Linked DNA regions of Gossypium arboreum: region 2 is linked to region 1. A link is a contact called in public Hi-C data. All regions are on one chromosome and are shown on one strand. Each heading gives the region's core, a stretch centred on a gene start, on an enhancer-like site or on the middle of the called end of the contact. The rest is flanking DNA. Distances are from core to core; before and after follow the strand shown.

Evidence for each region. Hi-C and Micro-C count contacts between places; a contact is called where the count stands out from the background.
Region 2: a Hi-C map of leaf shows a contact between it and region 1, with 4 times the contacts expected there. The contact joins the promoter of LOC108460449 here to the promoter of LOC108457861 in region 1. A contact is called at or near these places in 3 of 5 Hi-C or Micro-C datasets (all in leaf).

The regions. Positions count from the first base shown.
Region 1 is chr4:34,592,860-34,598,046 of ASM2569848v2, forward strand. It overlaps LOC108457861 (protein IQ-DOMAIN 3-like), which reads right to left and starts at 1,578. Exons shown (of 6, transcript XM_053026697.1): 1 at 1,539-1,578; 2 at 922-1,003; 3 at 538-837; 4 at 1-115. The coding sequence starts at 990.
Region 2 is chr4:34,740,437-34,745,209 of ASM2569848v2, forward strand. It overlaps LOC108460449 (elongation factor 1-alpha-like), which reads left to right and starts at 2,245. Exons shown (of 3, transcript XM_017759942.2): 1 at 2,245-2,471; 2 at 3,262-3,743; 3 at 3,848-4,773. The coding sequence starts at 3,282. The coding sequence ends at 4,735.

The DNA of each region.
Region 1 (5,187 bases), core at 328-2,827:
GAGCTAGAGTCTGCATGCATCTTAACGTTGTAGTTGCTTGGCGTTTGACGGATTGCCCTCTGATCAACGATTTCAACCTTACCAACCCTCTCAAAGCTCGCAGTGCCCTCCTAGCCTGAGAACTCAAATGCCATAACTCATAGCATGAATATGATTAATCGCTCACAAAACAAATGATTCAGGAGAAATTATGATTATGCTACACATCACCAACACTCAAGAACACCTTTCGTAATCATCATCAACATAATTAGCCACAAGTAATCATCAAGAAAGGCCGATACGAACAAAATGTCCAACGATCATTTCAAAATCAATAACAACTTTCAATTCAAGCAATAGCACCGACCGACATGGACGACAACAATGGAAAATCCAGTTAAAGTTCATACGTATATGTTTACATAAAGAACAGGCGAACACAATGTATTTTCGGATCCTTCAAAAATGTTTGAATTCATTAAGTAATAAATAAGAACATAAAACATCAAAATTAAGCAAAAAAGAAAAGAAAAGTAATGATATATATATATATACCAAATATCCACGAAATGCTGTTTGAATCCTGATAGCAGCTATTTCCTCCTTTGACTTCCCCAGATGGCGCGGCTGAGAAGTGAGACGGACAACTTCAGCAGCCGCCTGAGCAGCTGCCACCGCTGCCTCGGCCGCCACAGCGGTGGCAAGAGCCACAGAGTAGGCATGTTTGCTTTGTTCGTTTTCAGCTTCTTTTAGCTTTACATCTTCAGTTATCACTTCAGTTTCTTCAGGCACAGACACAGGGCTCAAATCTTTGCTTTTTCCGAACCATTTTTTCTTTGCCTTTGGAGTTTGGTGCTGAAATTAATTAAAAACAACAAATCTAAGAAAACCCAAACCGAAAAAAGAAATCCATTAAATTATGAATTAAATCATTGAAACCTGAGATTTCTTGGATTCAGGGCTCAAAGCTTTCTTCACAATAGAAAGCCAGCCACCTTTTTTTCCCATCTGTAAATAATTCCTGTTCTTCAAGAACATGAAATTCAATGAGAATTAATATTTATAAAAGAAAAATGAATTCAATCTGAGAAATGAAGAACAACCCAGATTCCAGAAATAGAAGATCTTCACTAAAAGCAAAAAAAAAAAAAAATCATATCAAAGTTTCCAAATTTGAACATTTTTATTAAGACAAAAACTCAATAAATACGTTCAAAATGAAAACAAAAATGTACCCAGGAAACTACTGAAAATTTACAATACCTTGGTACATAGAAAAATTCTCACAGATCTCAGTTAAAAGATTGATAAGTCAATTCTATCTCTTAGTTGTTCTTATTGTGTATTAAAACAAAAATGCAGTAATTAAAAATCAAAGAGAGAGAAGTGGATCTAGGCAAAAAAAAAAAAATGCTTGAAAGAGAGCAAAAATGGCGGAAAATAATAATAAAAGAACAGGTTGGCATTTGCAGAGGATAACTAAGAAAAGTTGGGACCCAGAATGTCCCATAGACCACTTTAAAATAAATTAACCAAAACAAGCAACAAAACATAACTGCTGCGGCAACACCAAGCAAGTACACTACAAAAAGTTGTCTTACTATTATTATTGTTATTATTAGCGTTACTCGTCAAATTCCTTTTAACTTTTTTAGTCATTCCATTATTCCAAAATTCTTTAGTCATCCGTTTTTACCGACACAAATATAATTTCACAGTTTTTAAAATTTAACTGTTAATATTTATACATTAAATTAAATTAATTTTAATTTAAAAAAATACTCTTAATATTTACACATTTTATAATTTTTTTTGTAATTTTATTTTTATTTGAGACATTTATGGTTAATTTTAAAAGAACGAAAAGAAGATGAAAACTATTATATTGAATTTGGTGTTTTTATTTTTGATATATTTTCGATCAAAATTAGTTGATAGATTTTTTTTTTAGATTTTTAGGTGAAAGCGTCACAAACAAAAATCAAAATTGAAAAAAAAAATCACAATGTGTAGACGTTGAAGATTAATTTTTTTTAGAACCAAAATTAAATTGACTCAATGCATAAATGTCGATGGTTAAATTTGTTATTTATCAATTTTAAAAGTTGTCGAGTCATCTTCCCATCAGTCATTTAACCTTCGCTGACAAAAAAAAAAATCAAATAGTTGAGTGACTAAAAAAAATATTTACCAATAGTTGAGTAACTACAAGTGTAGTTTACCCTTATTGTTGTTGTTATTCCTGTTATTATTATTTGATTTTTTTTTGTAAATAATACTCAAATAAAAAAATAACAAGATAATATATTCTATGTAACACCCCTAACCTGTATCTGTTATCAGAATAGGGTTACAGAGCATTACCGGAGTTTAAATTTCAGAACTATAAAAAAATTTTAGTATATCTAATTCATATCATCAATCACAGTAAAACCAATCAATAGCATACATATTGTCTCTTATAAGAGCCCTCGAGGCTCTAAAAATACATTAGAAACAAATCGAAACTAAATCAGGAACATATAGAAATTTTAGGGAAAAGATGAAAATTTACAAACTGAAGGGGTCACACGGCCAAAAGACACACCCATGTCTTAGGCTACGTAAGCATTCGAAATAGGGACACACGGTCGTGTCCCAGCCCCTGTCCGTGCCCGTGTAACTCACTGACTTGGGTCACACATACCCTTTGAAATAACCTCACACGCCTGTGTGTTAGGCCGTGTAAAACCTAACTTGCAACCTTTTGAAAACTATAGGGGACACACGGTCGTGCTACCTGGCCGTGTGTCACACACGACTGAGACACATGCCCGTGTCTTTACCTGTGTGGACGAAAATAGCTATTTTACAAGCCATTTTCTCACCCTTTTCAACATGTACCTATTGTGACACCCCGAATGTGACCCTAGTCGGAGAGTGGTTTCGGGACCACGAAACCGAGTCACAAGAATAATTAAGTGTTATATTCCGTACTTATTGTATGTGGAATTGGTATGCGTAAATATTTCGTGTCTCGATTTTTATTAATTAGGTGCTAATTTATAAGAAAGGACTTAGTAGTGAACTTTGAAAGTACGATAGGGAAATATGTGATGACTAATTAAAGCATGCATGCAAAATAATGGACTTGCATGTCAAATTCCCCCTTTTTACAAGTAATGGCCGGCCATGACAAAGAAATATGGGTTAAACATGTCATGAAACATGTTTTGTTGGGCATTAGGGAGAAATAGTAAACAAATAAGCATGGGTAAGAAAAGAATGAAAAAAAAATGTGTGTGAGAGAGTGGCATACCCCATTGCCGTGCAACCAAGAAGAGAAAAACAAAAAAATTTGTTCATGCTTGCTCTCTCCCTTTTTGGCCGAAAATACTAAGAGGAAGAAGGATTTTTGCTTCATTTCTTTTGTTTAGAAGAGATCTAGAAGGTGATTTGGCTAAATTTGCATCAAGATTAAGGTATGTATGAGGTTGTGTTGGGAGTTTCATGCATGTTTTGGTTGCTAACTTGATGTGCATGTTAGCCATGGCTCAAATCTTTGGTATGCCATGGAAATGGTATTTGGCCAAAGTTGTTATAGTGATAAAGCCATTGCATGCTAAGTGTGAAGCTTGATGATGATGCATGCAATGATGGATTTTCTACTCATGAGTAAGATTTTGAGTTTTCTCTTTGTTTTATCATGATTAAAGTTGAAAAGGAGCATGATTGTCATACTTGGCCATGATGCATTCTTGAGCATGATTCATGCTTCTTGCATGTTAGTTAAAAGTTTGTGTTTTGGATGGCTATGGACACCTTGAAAATTCGGCCATGCTCATATATGCATATATATGATTGCACATTATGTTTGGTTATGAACTAAGTGATGAATATATTGATTTAAAGAAGAAAATGTGGAAGAATGCTTGTGAAATTGCAAGCACAATTGCCTAGCACACATATAAGTGCTTGATGCTATATTATAAGTTTTGGGCCACAATGTGCAAAGCATCAATTAGTAGATTGCATGCTGTTTTTGTGAGGTATTAAGTGCAAAATTGACCTCAACATGTACATGAATATTCGGCCTTGGGTAGCCTATTGAAGGCCTTAGCATTTCCTTGATGCTCAAATAAATTGTATTGAATTGCTTGATGTAGTATAAAATGTGCATGACCATTGTGTATTCAAGCTAAAGAGTGGCCATATGACCATTTAAAATCCTTGTCATATTCGCCATAAGCAAGCACAATGAGGTTTTAATAAATTGAATTTGTTTGAATTAGCTCAAGAGCTAAGAGGGCCACAATTGGACAAGGGAAGGAAAAGGTGATCGAATAGCCGAAAAAGCCGTTCGACAACATCCGAGGTAAGTCCTCAAGAAGTGACCTTACTTGAATTATGTGAGATGAAATATGGATGTGTATGATTATTGATTATGTGTGTATGAGTAATTGAATTCCACCGGGCTAAGTCCGGCGAATATGCTAATGATATTAATTGTGTTTGAGCCTTAGTAACGAAAATGAAATATGTATGTCCAATGATTATTGATGTATGTGTGCATGAGAAATTGAATGATATCCGGGCTAAGCCGAAGACAATTATGCTGGAAATTATATCCGGTTAAGACCTGAAGGCAATTGTGCTAGTGGCTATATCGGGCTAAGGCCAAGGCATTCGTATGCGAGTTATTCTATCCGGGCTAAGACCGAAGGCATTTGTGCACGTGATTATATCCGGTTATATTCGAAGAATCTTGGGCTGGAGGTGAGTGTTGGTTGCTGAAATGAATTTAATTAGTACACTCGGACAGCCCAAAGGATAAGGTACGTTATATGTGCATTGGAAAGTCGGCGTGTTTGAGCAACATTCGCTCAATCGACTAATGAATTTCAGTTATTGAATTGATTGATGCTTTGCGAACTTATATAATGATGAAGTATGAAGTAAGAATGTGTATTAATGAAATGATGCATTTGGCTATGTGAATGTATTGCTGTAAATTATAGTTCATTATATTCCTTGAGACTTACTAAGCATAAAAATGCTTACCCGTTGCTTTGGCTCTTAGTTTTCTAGATTTCGCTCGAGGCAATCGGATTTGGGATCGTTGAAGTCGAAGTCATCCACACTATCAAGCCTCCATTTTGGTATAAATTTTTGGTTGAACTTGAGATGGCATGTATAGGACTACCCCTTGTTTGTTAAATATGTTGT
Region 2 (4,773 bases), core at 995-3,494, 150 kb after region 1:
TCACTCTAACATATACTTATGACTATTAGGTATTTTTACCGATTAAGCCCTTTTACTCGTTTTCACTCAAAACCGAGTAGCACAAGTTGTCTAACATAATTTAAAACCTCATATTCTATCATAAAACAGAAAAATAAACACATTTCACCTATGTGTATTTTTCCAAATATGAACCCTAGCTTAAATTATTGCTAGAATAAGCTTAATCAAATTAAGGATTCCAAAACGTAAAGAACTTGAAAAACGGGGTTTGAACGGACTTACTATTGAGCTTGGAAAGCTTGAAAACCCTAGCCATGGCTTCCCCCATGCTAATTTCGGCCTCCATGAAAAAGAGAGTCAATTTTGGCTTTATTTTCCCTTTTTATTTCTTTTAATTACCAAATGACCAAAATGCCCTTCCTTACTAAACTTTCAAAAATTCCATCCATGTCCAATTTTTGTCCATCACTTAGAAATTGGTCAAATTTCTATTTAAGACCTCATAATTAATATTTCAAAGCAATTTCATACTAGAAACTTCTAGAATGCAAGTTTTACAACTTATTCAATTTAGTCCCTAACTTCAAATTGAGCATTTTATGCATAGAATTTCTTCACGAAATTTTCAAAAAATCATGCAATCATATCATAGACCTCAAAATAATCATAAAATAATTATTTCTCTCTCGAATTTTGTGGTCCCGAAACCTCTGTTCCAACTAGACCCAATTTTGGGCTATTACAAGAAATCTCTAGCAAAGGTCATTCCATGATGCCACTGTTCCTAACGGCAAGGCATTTAACCATGCCCTGGCATAATCTCTTGAGGAATTCAGAAATAGCTTAAGTCTCAAGGCGTCTTTAGGAACACCTTGTTGTTTGAATGAGTCACAGACTTTTTGAAAAAGTCTTAAATGTAGTCGTGGGTCTTCAGTGGGTAAACCACCAAATTGCACTACAGTTTGTAACATCTAGAACATTACCGGTTTCAACTCGAACTGCTGAGCTTGTATAGTCGGTCTGACTATTCCTGGATTCAAGTCATCTAGGATCGGGATAACATGCTCTCTGATTGGCCTATCTCGATCATCCACCACATGCCCCATGTGAGGATTCTTATCGTAATAATTTGGATTACTATTGAAATCATTCTTGTTTCCAGCTATTTTTCTCAATTCTTTCTTTTTTCGCAAAGTTCTGTCAATATTTGGATCAAAAAGGTATTTTGTATTAGTAGAAATGCCTCTCTATGCATTGATGGCAAACTTGTAAAAATTAAATTAAACTAAATTAAATAAAACTACTAACTAAAATAACGAAACCAAATTTCACCAAATTGTCGATCTCCAGCAACGGTGCCAAAAACTTGTCGCGTGTGAAATGATATGCAATTTGTGCAAGTATACTCGTCGGTTCAAGTAATAAAGTGATGAGTGAGTATCGCTCCCAAGAGGATCGAATTGAGGCACAAAGTTGGTCAAATTATTTTAATAAAGTCGGGTTAATGCTATGGCAAAATGATTGAATGAAATGTTATGGCAAAACTAAGGTAAATATGCAATGTTGAGTAATATATAGAATTAGTAAATAATTGGCAATGCTATGGCAAAGGTGATAGTAGGATTGTAATGGCAAATATGAGAGTGATATCCAAATATTTTATAAATAAATAACTACTAAATATGTTGTGGTAAAGATACTTCGACAGAGAATAAAGATATAGTGTCTACGATATTTATGCGGTAGGTTGGGATTATTCAAAATCAACATTCACTGTTGATAGTGCCATGTCAAAATCTTGATTGCAAATAATTATTAAAAGTTGTAAAAATATTAGAAATTAAAAAAAGTAAGTCTGTGAAAAAATATTAAAAATGCAAAAAACGATATAATTAAAATTATTTGGGATTTGTAAAAGGAAAATTGGGATCCTTAAGGAATAACCTGACATAGATCCCACCAGCAAATAAGGAATACCTGTGGCTCATCTCTCATCTCCCGCTGCTCAGGTACATCCCAGTCGATGAGACGGCCTTTTGTTTGCAATTGCAATTTGTGCAGACAAAAAGCCTGCCAATGGCCGGTATCCATACGACTTCTGCTCAAGGCCAGGCCCATCCCTTATGACTAATTCTTGCAATTTGTATAGTAAGCCAAGGACCCAACCCAAACCTAAAGCGAATAACTCCCACTCACAAAATAAGCGCGCAATATCCACTTACCAATAAAAAACGTCCGTTTAACCACATCATACTCCACATACGTGAAAATTAAACCTCGACGCCCCTAATAAGAAACCGAAGGACGTATCTGTCAAAACAAATCTGAAAAAGGACATTTTAGGAAGAAAAAGAAAGAAGCTAAAACCTGACTATAAAAACGAACGAGAGAGCAGCTCAGTTGTAAAACCCTATCACCTCTCTTACTATTATAATCTCTCTTCTGCTTTGTCGCCACGATTTCAGCTTCAGATCGCTTCTATTTCTTAGGTTCCATTCTCAGATCTAATTTATTCAATCCATTCTTTCATATTTTTATTTGCTCTATTTTTTATTCGCCTGGCTTAACTTTTTATATTAATTTCAATGTAATTTAGATCTCTCTTTTGATTTTTGTCTTCTTTTTTTCCTGATGAGATTTTTTTTTTCTGTAATACTGTTGTTAGATTTATCGTATGATAATAATTTGGAGATCTTATTTGAGCTTTTAAGAGAAATTGTTGTTTATTATGATCGTTGTATTGATTCTTTTGGCTGTAGATTTGTTTTCGTTCATATGAATAATTATTTCTGGATTTGTGCATTTTGTTTAAGTGAGTCAATCTCTGACCAACTTTTATTTTAAAAAATTTGGAGACTATGATATCAATGCGCTTTCTTGGTCCATTTTGAGAACTTTGCTGTAATTTTTCTATTCAAATATGAAATCATAGTATCTTTAGTTGTTCGTTCAATAAAAGTTAATGCTTAAATCATTGCCAAAAAAAAAAAAGTTGATGCTTAAAAATTGTAGAAAAGTAAGGGTGAAAAATAGATATGCTACTTAATTTTTGCTTCTAAAGCATGAAGTAGGAACTATGCTATTAGAATTGATGTTATGGTTTATTCTGTTGAATTTTAAACATCAAACTAGCTTAAGTATCGTGTTGTGTTAATTTGTTAATTTTTTTTTTTAAATTTTGGGATGCAGGGGTAAACATGTTCATTGTTTTTCTGGCTACCCTTTTCACTGATTGTTTATGCATGGGATTCTGGTTTAACTATATATATGTTGGTGCAGCTTGAAGCTAATACTGCAGAATGGGCAAGGAAAAGACTCACATTAACATTGTCGTAATTGGCCATGTCGACTCTGGAAAGTCAACCACCACTGGCCACTTGATCTACAAGCTTGGAGGTATTGACAAGCGTGTCATTGAAAGGTTTGAGAAGGAAGCTGCCGAGATGAACAAGAGGTCATTCAAGTATGCTTGGGTGCTTGACAAGTTGAAGGCTGAGCGTGAACGTGGTATTACCATTGACATTGCCCTGTGGAAGTTTGAGACCACCAAATATTACTGCACTGTCATCGATGCCCCTGGACATCGTGACTTTATCAAGAACATGATTACTGGTACCTCCCAGGCCGATTGTGCTGTCCTTATCATTGACTCTACCACTGGAGGTTTTGAGGCAGGTATTTCCAAGGATGGACAGACCCGTGAGCATGCTCTGCTTGCTTTCACTCTCGGTGTCAAGCAAATGATTTGCTGCTGCAACAAGGTAGGCCATTGCATTCAGGCTTTTATGTTCAGTAGTTTCTAATTGGTTGCCTTGTAATTAGTAATTATTCTTATGCATGACATATCTATTTATTTCATTTCCAGATGGATGCCACAACCCCCAAATACTCAAAGGCTAGGTATGATGAAATTGTGAAGGAAGTGTCTTCCTACTTGAAGAAGGTTGGTTACAACCCTGAGAAGATTCCTTTTGTCCCCATCTCTGGTTTTGAGGGTGACAACATGATTGAAAGGTCCACCAACCTTGATTGGTACAAGGGTCCAACTCTTCTCGAGGCTCTTGACCAGATCAATGAGCCCAAGAGACCCTCTGACAAGCCACTCCGTCTTCCACTTCAGGATGTGTACAAGATTGGAGGTATTGGAACTGTCCCAGTGGGTCGTGTTGAAACTGGTATCCTCAAGCCTGGTATGGTTGTAACCTTTGGTCCCTCTGGATTGACCACCGAAGTTAAGTCTGTTGAGATGCACCATGAGTCTCTTCCTGAGGCTCTTCCAGGTGACAATGTTGGCTTCAATGTCAAGAATGTTGCTGTGAAGGATCTGAAGCGAGGATATGTTGCTTCGAACTCAAAGGATGATCCTGCCAAGGAGGCAGCTAATTTCACTTCCCAAGTCATCATCATGAACCACCCAGGGCAGATTGGAAATGGATATGCGCCTGTCCTTGATTGCCACACGTCCCACATTGCGGTCAAGTTTGCAGAGTTGGTGACCAAGATTGACAGGCGTTCTGGTAAGGAGCTTGAGAAGGAACCCAAGTTCTTGAAGAATGGTGATGCAGGATTTGTTAAGATGATTCCCACCAAACCCATGGTTGTAGAAACCTTCTCTGAGTATCCCCCACTGGGTCGTTTTGCTGTGAGGGACATGAGGCAGACTGTTGCTGTCGGCGTTATCAAGAGCGTGGAGAAGAAAGATCCAACTGGAGCCAAGGTGACCAAGTCTGCTGCCAAGAAGGGTGGGAAGTGAACCGTGCGGGTTTCAGTTGATCCAACCGAACTATATCA